Regions from separate parts of the Mus musculus genome. Here regions 1, 2 and 3 are each linked to region 4. The links are chromatin contacts, called in public promoter capture Hi-C maps. All regions are on one chromosome and are shown on one strand. The core of a region is the stretch at or near the end of the contact, and the rest is flanking DNA. Distances in the headings are between cores, read along the strand shown. Region 1 holds the start of Fgf5 (fibroblast growth factor 5). Region 2 holds the start of Antxr2 (anthrax toxin receptor 2). Region 3 holds the start of Prdm8 (PR domain containing 8). Region 4 overlaps 4930467D21Rik (RIKEN cDNA 4930467D21 gene).

Region 1 (2,700 bases), core at 48-2,547, 840 kb before region 4:
TGTTAAACTCAGCACCGGACTTAGTCATAATACTGTCTGTCCGGTTTTCCAGATCATGTTGCTTTCTTGCAAGCAGAACTTTGCCCTTCCAAAACGCATGTACACGTAAATTCTACGTAGACCTGTGTAGTTGGTGTGCGCGCGCGCTTATGTACGCATGTATGTATCTACATATGTATGTATTCGTGTGAAAGATACCTAAGCATTCGGAGTTACATAGAGATATTAATAAACAAACATAATATGGGATATATAGGATATTTGTAGTTGGAGAATGGAAGTACTCAGATGGGTTCTTTTCATAAACGTAAATTATGTACAGGGAATAGAGATATACTTAACGCTTAAAGAAAAATGCGGTTCTAGTTCATAAGTAGAAAGAAATTGTACCAGGAGAAAGATTGTTACTTCTTTCATTATTATTATTATTTTTTTTTCTTCTCCAGCTAGAGTGGGTGGCTAGTCTTTTCGGCCCGGGCATTCTGGAAAAGAGCTGCCTGTCTCACCTCGGTAACCTCACCTGGGCTTACCCATGCTTACTACCCAAGACAGAAGGGTGCGTCTGCTCGCTCTGAGTAGACGCATCTCCACGAAACCCTACCGGACTCTTTCCAGAACCAGCAGAGTCCCAGACGCTAGGGCTCCTAGAGGTGCCTGTGGCCCAAAGGAATCTTGACCGTCCCTCCCAGAACAGGTTTTGTTGGAGAGTGAGCAACTTACTTAACACACTGGCTTCGTGGGAGCCATTGACTTTGCCATCCGGGTAGATCTGCAGATGGAAACCGATGCCCACTCTGCAGTACAGGCTGCCGGTCCGGCGCCCCGAAGGGCTCCACTGGAAACTGCTATGTTCCGAGCCGCTTCCTTGGCTGCCCGGAGAAGCTGCGACTGGTGAGGAGGCAGAAGACGAAGAAAACGTCGCGCTACTTCTGCCCCGGCTGCCGCTGGAGTCTCCCGGGTTCCTAGGAGGCGCGGGTTGCCCTTCGGGAGTGAGACGCTTCTCCCCGTGAGCCCAAGCGCTGTGGATCAGGTGGCTGCAGAAGATGAGGAAGAGCAAGGACAGGCTCATTCTTCCGGCCGCGGGGGTCCTAAGTGCATCTTGCAGGGCTGGCTCCGGGCTCCGTAGCCCCCGCGCGGCTGCGTGCCTCTGGCGCTGCCTCCCTCGCCGCACAGGGTGGACATAGCCTCGGGGAAGGGAGAGGGAGAGGGGGAGAGAGAGAGGCCACCCGAGCGGATCTCGGCGCTGGCACCGGGATATTTATAACGCCAGTGATCTCACTGCTCCGTGCACGCCTGCGAAGCTTCCCCTCACCCGCCGCTTTGTGTACTCACGGCCGGTACGGGGAGGGAGCGCCGCGGTCCCGGGGGCGGGGGTGTGAAGGAGGAGGGAGATGCGATCCCGGGAGTGGGAGGAGGTGTCTCGCCCTCAGAAGCTGCCCCCGGGACGCTGGCTGCGACCGTGCACGGGTCATGCAACCCAGCGGTTGTCAAGAGCCACCCAGTCACCCCACCCCCTGCCCGAGCCAGCGGCTCCGGAATCGGCTCCGCGCGCGCTGCTCTCCACGCAAGGGGCACGGACGGACGGCAACGTGGGCATGGGTTCCCGTCCTCTGTGGTCACATGTGTCCCAGCCAACTCACTCTTTACCCAGCACCCGCATTCCAGGTTGCTGGCCCCTGCCATCTGGAGCCTGGGAACCACTTTCCGAAGGGAACCAAAAACTGATTGGCAGCAGAACTTGGGAAGGTTTTGGGGTGGCCCAGGGTGGGAGAGAAGACTGGTTTCTCGCTGTTATTGATTTATTAAAGAACTAAGGTGTGCGTTTATTTCTCCACTAGAGAGCCACCCTGAATTGTTATGCCAGGTCTCAGGCTGCCCTCTAAGAAACTCTGTGGATGCACGACGTGTCCAGCTTTTTCTTCAGGAAAACCCATGTCTGTGTTGGAACAGGTGAACGCCCTCGAACATACACACACACACACACACACACACACACACACACACACACCAGACACACTTGAACTCCAGGCAAGGATGAATTGAGTCTGAACACCAGGACTGCCCAGTTGTCCTCTCTGACCCCATGATCCGTTGCCTGGAGGAGTTAGCCAACAGCTCTCTTCAACTTCCATTGACTGGAGGACCGACCCTAATGAATGATTAATGACAGGCCCCTGAATCTCAACCTAGGGAAACCTGAGAAGGAAGAATTTCCCCGTACGTAATGCTGGGGCTGTTATTTATCTGAGAAATATACCTGACTTGCATTCTTGGAATATTTCTGTCTGAAAACATATTTGAAACTTTAAACTACACTATGATATATCACTCATTGGTCACTTAAAATGAAAAGTCAATGAAGCCGCCCAATGGGGTCAACTCGCATCAATCATGCGAGATGTTAAGACATGACTTTATTAATTACTGAGTATCTGCTTCAGGCTTCCTATCTTCATAGTGAAAACCTATAAAACAGATGTAGATTTGTTTTCAGAATTGCAAATCTTCCGTGGATTGGGGACAAGGCAGCTGATAGCCAGTCACCTGATCAACACAGGAAATCGCCAAAGGGAGTAAAAGGAATATCCAACACAAAAGATTGTGACCTGAGGCTCGGTGCCCCTGGTGTGCACCACAGCACAAATCTCTCACAGGACAGCACTGAACTTTGAGAACAACACCAGTTTCCTTCCAAAGGGT
Region 2 (2,700 bases), core at 110-2,609, 620 kb before region 4:
ACCTATTACTTTGATGTCAAATAAATGGACATCAAAGCAAACGACCCTCTGAATTCATGTCTCTCTACTTGTAGATCAGCCAGCGCAACTCTGAGACCTCATCAGACAAGTTTCTCAGTGCAGGGGATGGTGGTTAATGCACAAACCCACAAATGGTCAAATCGAAGAGAATAAATGCTCGTGGATTGCCCAGCCACAAATGGGACATACAAATCACAAGCCCTCCTTAACGTTCCAGGACAATCCACAAAGGGTGGGAGTAAGGTGAGTGAAAAGATTCACAGAACTCTAGGTCAGGGGCACTACAGCTCAGCGCTGGCCTCTGGGCATGACGGGATTGCTGCATGCATGAACACACAGCCGCTGAGGTTGTCGCACAATATCCTCAGAAGATCAAGCCAGTCAACCTGCTAGCATGGAGTGGGAAACTTTTTTTTTTTTTTTTTTTTTTTAATGAAATCCCACCGGTCACCCTGGAGCTATGCACAGTAGAAGGCTTCCGAGTGGGGCTATGGTTTTCTTTAAGGGTGTGGTTCTTTGAAGGCTAAACCTACTCCATTGAATGGTCCCCACGTGGACCAGGAGTATATAGACTGCTCAAATTGGAGTCTATGGGTTCTTGACAAAAGGGACACGAAGTTGAGGTGTGTGTAGGGAGGTGAGGGTTGATTTCAGAGGAGTTAGGGGTAGGGAGGTGTTGGGTGTGTGTGTGTGAAAAATATATATGATCAGTACACGTCGCATGAAACTCTCAGAATTAATGAAAAATGGAAAAATTATCAAATAGAAAAAAAAAGAGAAAGAAAAGAGGAAGTCCCCTTTCTTAAACCTTAAATCCTGCGTCACTAGGTCGGTGTGTGATGGATGAAAGGTGCGGAGGGATGAGGCATAAGGCCGTCACTATCCAGGAGACAGCTGGTCCTGAGTCTCTAAACCACGCGGAGGGCCGTTCCAGCACAGCTGGGGAAAACAGGCCGGGCCAGGCTTGCGGGAGAGTTGGATATGTTTAGTATCTAGAGGACGTTTGTTTTTCAGAACTCCTCTCTCCCTTCCGAAATCTGGCAGGCGTTAGTCATCCGCTGCTCAGCACGAACCCTCAAGTGTGCTTGTGTGGCTCGTCGGGCTTCCTCCCGGCGCCCCGCCCTCGGGCTCGCACGAGCAGACCGGTCAGCGCCCACTCCCACCCCCCAGGCCTGAGGTGCCCGGCGGCCTGCCGCTCCCCCGGGTGCTTAGCATCCCGGGCTGCAGAGGCTCGCCCCGCGCGGCGCGGCGCCAGGTTGGGGCAGGGAAGAAAGTTATAAAGTGCCGCGAGGAGTTGGGCGGTCCGAGGAAGAGAGGCGGAAGAGGAGGACTCGGCTGAGTTCCCGCGGCGATCGTGGGGTCCGCGGGTGCCTGTCCCGCAGCTCACCACCGCAGCTAGACGCCAGCCTTTCTGCTCCCGGGTGGGCGCCGGAGACTCAGCGGGAGGCGAGGAACTTGTCCCGAGAGCTGTCGCTGCGGGCCTCATTGTCTGCAGCAACTCTCCGGAATCCGGAGTGGGAGAACTGGACTCTGTCCACTGGGATTTGCCCAGAGTTCCGGCGGCAGCTGTGGCGGCTGCGGAGACTCTCTTTGTCCTCCCAGGACCTCGCTCTCTCTCCTCAGTGGCAGCTGTTGGGTGGCTCTGAGCTTGGAGAGGGCATCCCAGCCCCGCTCAGCCTCTGACCCCCGGGCGAGTCCCCGGTGACTCCGCCTCTTTCACGTCTCTGCTCTGTGAAGCCCGGAGCCCAGAACCCCGAGCCCAAGGGACTGTGAGCCAGAGAGAGCTGCCGGGCCCCGGCCACAGGATGGTGGCCGGTCGGTCCCGGGCGCGCAGCCCTGGGAGCTGGCTGTTCCCTGGCCTGTGGTTGTTGGCTGTGGGCGGTCCGGGGTCGTTGCTGCAAGCCCAGGAGCAGCCCTCTTGCAAAAAAGCCTTCGATTTGTACTTCGTACTGGACAAGTGAGTGAAGGAGGACTGTGGGGTCAGGGTCTCCTGGGGGGAGGGCAGCTCTGAATCAGCTAGGACTGAAGTTGAGATGTGTTTGGATTCTGGGGGAGGCGACGAGGGAACTCTCCCTAGTGTGCATGTGGCTGACTCCTTTCAAAGGCAAGCTCATTAGCTGTACAGGAATAGGGGCTGCGAGACTCCAGGGCTACTTGGTTCTCCAAAGGAGAGGCGTGCAGTGCTTTTTTTGTCCTGGAATCTTTTGGGAAACGGTAGTGTGGCCACCTGCAGCTCGTTTCCTCCCAGGAACTTTTGTGCCTCTTTATCATACTCCCCCTAGACCCCCACGGACATTCTAAAGTTTGCCTAATTTTATCCTGATCACACTGGGAGCCAGGGGGGGGGGGGGAAAGCCTTAATATACCCAATGTGGCTTGCATTTCCTGAGAAATGAGGGCTTGTGTTTTTATTTTGAAAAGCCAGGTCTCTCTCTAAACAGTACAAAGCAAGTGTCCCCCCCCCCCCCCCCAAGAAGTGTGGTCTTCCTGGTTTCCTTGATTCAGCCCAAACACTAAAGTTTCAGCTCTGAACATGGACATGAACAAGCACACTTAACTTTGAAGAGGGGAGTCAGTCCCCGCCCCCTATCCCTGACCCCCGACCTCCACCCCCCATCATGCGCCTTTTAAAACTGAAGAAATGTTTGCCATTAAGGCCCACTTTTTGTCTTTCTGATC
Region 3 (2,700 bases), core at 78-2,577, 760 kb before region 4:
ATTTTTCTTGGGGAAATCTAACAATTCCTCTAAGTTGGTTTTTCCCTAGCAGTTTCACCAGTGACAGTGATTGTCTCTGTATTTATATACCTTAAGTGGCCGTGGGGAAAACCGATCTTACTCTTTTCTTGTTCAGCTAGCTTCTCATTAAAGAAAAATATAGGCGATGTGTATTTTGTTTAAATCAACATCCACTAGCCAATTGCCATACAAATGTAAGAAAATGCAATGCCTGTAACTTTGGCTAGCCCCTTTCCTATTCGTTCTCCCATATGCCCCAAATGGCAAGTATATTTTCCAGACAGTGGGAATAAGAAAAATAGCCACAACATAGAAAGTTTATGATACTACTTTCTGTTTCTGCACTCGTCCTGTCCCCTTCTGATTTCCAATTGCAAGTCAAATACGTTGCAGAATACAGGTTCTCTCAGCTCCCTTTCAGTATAAACCCTCTTTCTCTTCCCAGTTGCCTACATTTCAACGGTTTGTACCTTGATTTCTGCCTCGCGTTTGAAAGTATTCTTCACAGAAGCTTTTTATTGTGACAGGAGATCGCCCTCCACTTTGGCAACAGCAGGGACTCAGTCATTAAAATGCAGTTCTATCTAACAATACAGCGAAAAGGTCCCACAGCCGGGCTAATAGCGGTCCATGCTGCCTCGGTGGCCGCCTTGACGCAAATCAGCCACAATAGCGATAGGCAGGACCCCGGGCTTTATAGTATCTAGCCTTTCACAGTCCTACGCCCATCCCTAGGCCCGGGTTCTCTTCCTTCGCAGATCCTCCTGGGAAACTCAGAGCCAGCTGGGCTCGCTGAAAGCCGGTCGCTACTGCCGGATGCTCTCCCTCCACTCCGGGCTGGCATTGTCTGGCAGCCGCGAGCTCCCCAGTCCCTAGCTTCTCCAGAAAAGTGCTCCTACCCGCTCCTCCCTTTGTATAATCTTATTGGCAGTGGAAACAACATTCCGCGTCGTTTCCCTCCTATCTTCTAGATAACGAGGAAAAGGGGGACAATTTTTTCACTCCTTGTACTCAACCTGTCCTCTTCCCATCCCCCTCCCAGGTCAAAGCAAATAGACTTACCAGAAATAAGGTCAGGACCGAGTCGCCCAAATAAGGCCACCTGGAACCAACGGGGTGCAAGCCAGTGTTCCTTCCTGCCTATTACATTAGTGTATCTCCATGTCAAGAGGTGTCGGTGTCAGTCTTGTGGGTTCTGTCCAAAGAGAGAAGAGAGATGCAGATAGATTAGGAGAGAGAGAGAGAGAGAGAGAGAGAGAGAGAGAGAGAGAGAGTTGTACAGATGGACCCGATGCAATGACTGACTGGCACGCAGACACACACTTTTTGTTTGCTGCACATAATCTGCCCAATGACGCGTGACAGCCCACGTCCCCTCCCTTTAACTCTTGCCGGTCTGGGAGATCCCTCCGGCGCCACAAGCCTGGTTTTTCTGGACTGCCCGCGCTAGGCAGATCCTAAGCTCCTTCCCGAAGTGGCATAGCCTCCCCGAGAGCATCCTGGCCTGCCTTCTCCTGCAGCTGGGTCCCTCTGGGACACCTGGGTTGGCAAAATCCGTTTCGGGCTCAGGAAGGAAGGTGTCAGAAGGAGCAGAGCGGTTCTTTTCCGTTTTGCTGGGCACTCAGAGGACGTAGGACAAGGAGTTGAATTGGCTATGTTGCCAGCGCGTGAACTACTTGCATATGTCCCTAGAGTTTGAGTGGTATGTCCCTGCTCCCCCAAAAGGAGGGTGAGAATTTGCCCCGCGGGATTCTTTGGCCATTGACTGCCGCTGATCTGTGAAGCTAGTGGCCTAGGAGGTGACAAACAGACTTCCTTAAAATGCATTCATGCCACCTAGCAGAGACTCCCGTGTAAATACTGGCGACAGGGGGTATGATTTGGTGGGAACTCGGCTAGCCATCTCCCATCCAATGGGATGGGGTAAGAAGATAAGTCTGGAATGCTGCCAGACACCTAAAGGGACTTCGGCTGTTTTTAGGTCCCAGAACAAGGGTCTGTGCGTGGATATGGGCTAGGAGGGCGTTGCTGGGAAAAGCCTAGGTCATTGGACTCAGGTGTTAAAGCTTTTCACCTTCTGTGCTCTCTCTGTATTTTGTGGTTCCCAAGGGGGTCCCATAATGGCGGCCAGGATTCTAAGACCTCATGATACAGAAAGGATGGTTCAAAGTTAAAAAAAAAATTACTGAGAAGGACTCTCAAGAGCCTTTCACATCCAGCCGTTGATGGAGGAGTGGACCGAATCACAGGAGTGAGGCTGTCTCGGGAGTCTCGTTTGTGCGCTAAGCCACTTAGAGGCGCTGGCTTGTCCTCTGGAGCGGCAGCTGATGCTAATGACTTGAGGTCTTTGACAGCCAGAGAGTTTTCTCCTTCTGCGGGGGCCACAAAACAATGACGCTAGGGGCTCTCTGGCTGTTTTTCTCTGGTAGGCTTTCTATTCCTAAGGAAAGAAAGGCCTTTGAGTGGCGCAGGCAATCCCTCAATTCCTACCCCCACTCTCCCGGAATTCAATTGAGCAATAGGTCAGGTTGAGTATAAATCCAATTGTATAGTTTACTCGCTAAAGGGCAGGAGTCAGGGCCAGAATTTAAGGAGGAGACAATCTCTGTCCTTGCCTCTCAGAGTGAGCATATGAGGGTTGGCAAAGAGCAGCTGACAGTATAATCTTTACGGAGCTCT
Region 4 (2,700 bases), core at 11-2,510:
GCTAGTTGGCCCATTCTCAACAAGTGCTGAATCTTGAGAGTACATAGGAAAGGGTCGCTCAACTTCCTTCCCAGCACCTTACCATAAATGTATTTCTAAAAGTCACAGCCACCATGTGACTGACCCCAAGTGAGAATTAAAAAGAAAAAGTGGGGGGTGGGGGTGGGGATAGCAAGGGAGAAACAGTGCTAGAAAAATCTTCTTGCTTTGTTTTTTTTCAAGGAGACCTTGCCACTGTAACAGGCAAACAAGGCATTATAACAGCTATTGGCTGCTGTTAATGCCTGATACAGGGAGCAGGCACTCCAGCTCTGAATTTGTCAAACTAATAGTGCTTCATTCTGTCTATGAGGCAGTGCCACTTAATAGGCAAGCGTGTTATGCTCTCATAATGGTAAAACTGAGACAGGGAGAGGGTGAGCAGCTTCCTTAAGGCCAGACAGCTTATATCTGGGAAATTTATAACGTGGCACCATTAGTAGTAGAAAAGTAATTTGCTATATGAGTTTAAATATATGCCATCTAAGTGTTAATACAGATATATTCTTACACACATGTAAGAATACCTGCACCAGAAATAACTGGGTCCTATATGCATAGTGGAGTGAATTGGGGGCCATTATTCTATGGCAGCTCATATATACAGCACAAAGTATTCAAAAGACAGATCCTTAAATAGTAAATACTTCCTAACTAGTAAGACTATTAAGCACATTGTCTAAGCTCTGCCACAACTTAAAAAGATATTATTGACCTAAATATTTGTAATTTTATGAGCTGCTCCAAGATACTCTAATTACAGAGACTTCCTAGATAACATAATGTACACTGTACTGCAAAACTCAAGTCACTGTACAAATGCGATTATTTGTTTTTATCATTTAAATATGGGATATTAATGATCTAGTGCAAGAAAGACTTTTTAAAGTGAGCATATTCAAAGCACGTGGCAAATAGCTGCTAAAATGGGGAAGATAAAAGCTCTCTAAGGGGTGGGGTGTTTTCATGTGTATCTGAGATGCAGCCTGTCACAGAGTGCCATAGCCATGAGTTTCATTTTAATCGGTACTGTGGTAGCAGATTGTCAGAGGGGTTAAGGATGATGTCAACCATGCCTCTTTTCAGCTCTCAAGAGTGTGGCAAAATGTATTATTTGGCATAGTCGTGACACAGATCTGCATGTGTATGTCTTCAATAATTCATGTTGCAGCTTGTCTCACTGTGGGGACAGATGTCAGTGAAACCAGTGACAGCCGATCATGCTGATCCCACACATAGTCACGTGGGGCCGATCCCACAGCGACACTGAGCTTGCTAGATACTTGCTCTGCTCCACTGGAGCTGAGAAAATACAGTGCAGCAAGTATGGGTCTAGGGATCCATGTAGGATTTCATGGGAGGAGTACATACTAAGATGTATCCCTGTTTTCATATAGTTTCTCAAAAAACTGAGTGCCATATATACCGGGGGATTAATGTGTGTGTGTGTGCATCTATCTATCTATCTATCTATCTATCTATCTATCTATCTACCTATCTACCTATCTACCTATCTACCTATCTACCTACCTACCTATCTATCTATCTATCTATCTATCTATCTATCTATCTATCTACACATACATAGAGCATGAAGAAATCTCAGAGTTCAAGGCCAGCCTGGTCTATAAAGCAAGTTCCTGACCAGATGTCTATCTATCTATCTATCTATCTATCTATCTATCTATCTATCTATCTACACATACATAGAGCATGAAGAAATCTCAGAGTTCAAGACCAGCCTGGTCTATAAAGCAAGTTCCTGACCAGATATATTCCATGTCAGCTAGAGCAGGGAGACACTGTCTCTGGAAACACACACACACACACACACACATTCATTATTCTTAACAAAATCAATTATTTGTGATAATGCATAGAAATATGTCTCCTACAAGTGATTCTATAATAGCAATCCTGACTAACCTGTCTACTGCCTCATGGTCATGGTATGTAACAAATGTGATATATTTAGAAGAGTACAACAGGCATTTTGACCTCAACAACTTATCTTTATTTCTCATCAAGACTAGTATTTTCTTTTAATATTAAACATTAATAAAAATGAATGTTTCAAATACTGTAAGAGCAACACAAACACTTATTGTGTATTGCTTAAAATATGGAATATAAAATGCAACATAGGGAAACTTTCCTTCTACCCAGATTACTGAAACCTATATGCATACATCTCTCACTTATGTTTCAAGGTAAAAAGGCCAGGCTAAGAAAATGTAGCTGAAGGTATACAAGTCCAGTTTCTACCTCAAAGCACTCATCTATTTTCACATAAAGAAATTCAAAGATGGAGAAGTCCCTAAATCCTCAAAAGTCCAAATGCTATTTAATATTTCTAACCCCCCAAGTTTACTACTTAAACCTGTATAATCTCTTACATCTAGAAACACCATGAGTATGTGTGCATGTGTAAATCATACATACGAATACATTTATGCAAGAAAATATAATTAACACCGAGCGGGCGTATTTTTGTGGTTACATGACATGTTCTTCTGCTATAGCTGACTTTCTCTTAGACAGAGGCTTTTAAAAACAAAACAAAACAAAAACAAAAAACAGGGCCTCAAAATGCAGCCTTAGGTGCCATGCCTCTGCCTCCTGAGTGCTGGGACTGAAGTCCTGCGGCACCATTCCTGAGGT

Evidence for each region. Promoter capture Hi-C pulls out the DNA fragments that hold promoters and counts their contacts.
Region 1: a contact with region 4 is called in a promoter capture Hi-C map of hippocampal neurons, with 3 times the contacts expected there. The contact joins the promoter of Fgf5 here to the enhancer-like site in region 4. A contact is called at or near these places in 5 of 39 promoter capture datasets (the 3T3-L1 cell line, hippocampal neurons, liver and 1 more), 1 of 115 datasets of contacts at active chromatin or transcription factors (embryonic forebrain) and 1 of 9 other capture datasets (embryonic stem cells).
Region 2: a contact with region 4 is called in a promoter capture Hi-C map of hippocampal neurons, with 2.8 times the contacts expected there. The contact joins the promoter of Antxr2 here to the enhancer-like site in region 4. A contact is called at or near these places in 5 of 39 promoter capture datasets (the 3T3-L1 cell line, the C10 cell line, hippocampal neurons and 2 more), 1 of 115 datasets of contacts at active chromatin or transcription factors (large pre-B cells) and 1 of 9 other capture datasets (pancreatic islet).
Region 3: a contact with region 4 is called in a promoter capture Hi-C map of hippocampal neurons, with 14 times the contacts expected there. The contact joins the promoter of Prdm8 here to the enhancer-like site in region 4. A contact is called at or near these places in 8 of 39 promoter capture datasets (the 3T3-L1 cell line, 3T3-L1-derived adipocytes, the C10 cell line and 3 more), 1 of 15 datasets of contacts at CTCF or cohesin (pro-B cells), 4 of 484 Hi-C or Micro-C datasets (the C10 cell line, cerebellar granule neurons, cerebellum and 1 more), 9 of 115 datasets of contacts at active chromatin or transcription factors (astrocytes, differentiating embryonic stem cells, embryonic basal ganglia and 6 more) and 1 of 9 other capture datasets (liver).

The regions. Positions count from the first base shown.
Region 1 is chr5:98,252,781-98,255,480 of GRCm38.p6, reverse strand. Fgf5 (fibroblast growth factor 5) reads right to left here and starts at 1,297. Exons shown (of 3, transcript NM_010203.5): 1 at 721-1,297. The coding sequence starts at 1,069.
Region 2 is chr5:98,029,676-98,032,375 of GRCm38.p6, reverse strand. Antxr2 (anthrax toxin receptor 2) reads left to right here and starts at 1,359. Exons shown (of 17, transcript NM_133738.2): 1 at 1,359-1,978. The coding sequence starts at 1,827. It also overlaps Gm42759.
Region 3 is chr5:98,179,496-98,182,195 of GRCm38.p6, reverse strand. It overlaps Prdm8 (PR domain containing 8), which reads right to left and starts at 1,327. Exons shown (of 4, transcript NM_029947.2): 1 at 1,084-1,327.
Region 4 is chr5:97,414,516-97,417,215 of GRCm38.p6, reverse strand. All of the region lies in intron 2 of 4930467D21Rik (RIKEN cDNA 4930467D21 gene), which reads right to left. Among named protein-coding and RNA genes, the nearest start is that of 4930467D21Rik, 23 kb to the right of the region's middle. Within about 2 kb of position 1,260, at least 25 of the 459 cell types and tissues checked have an H3K27ac peak or open chromatin away from gene starts, as enhancers often do. A contact at or near this core is called in cerebellum, embryonic basal ganglia, hippocampal neurons and 1 more, where this site is marked.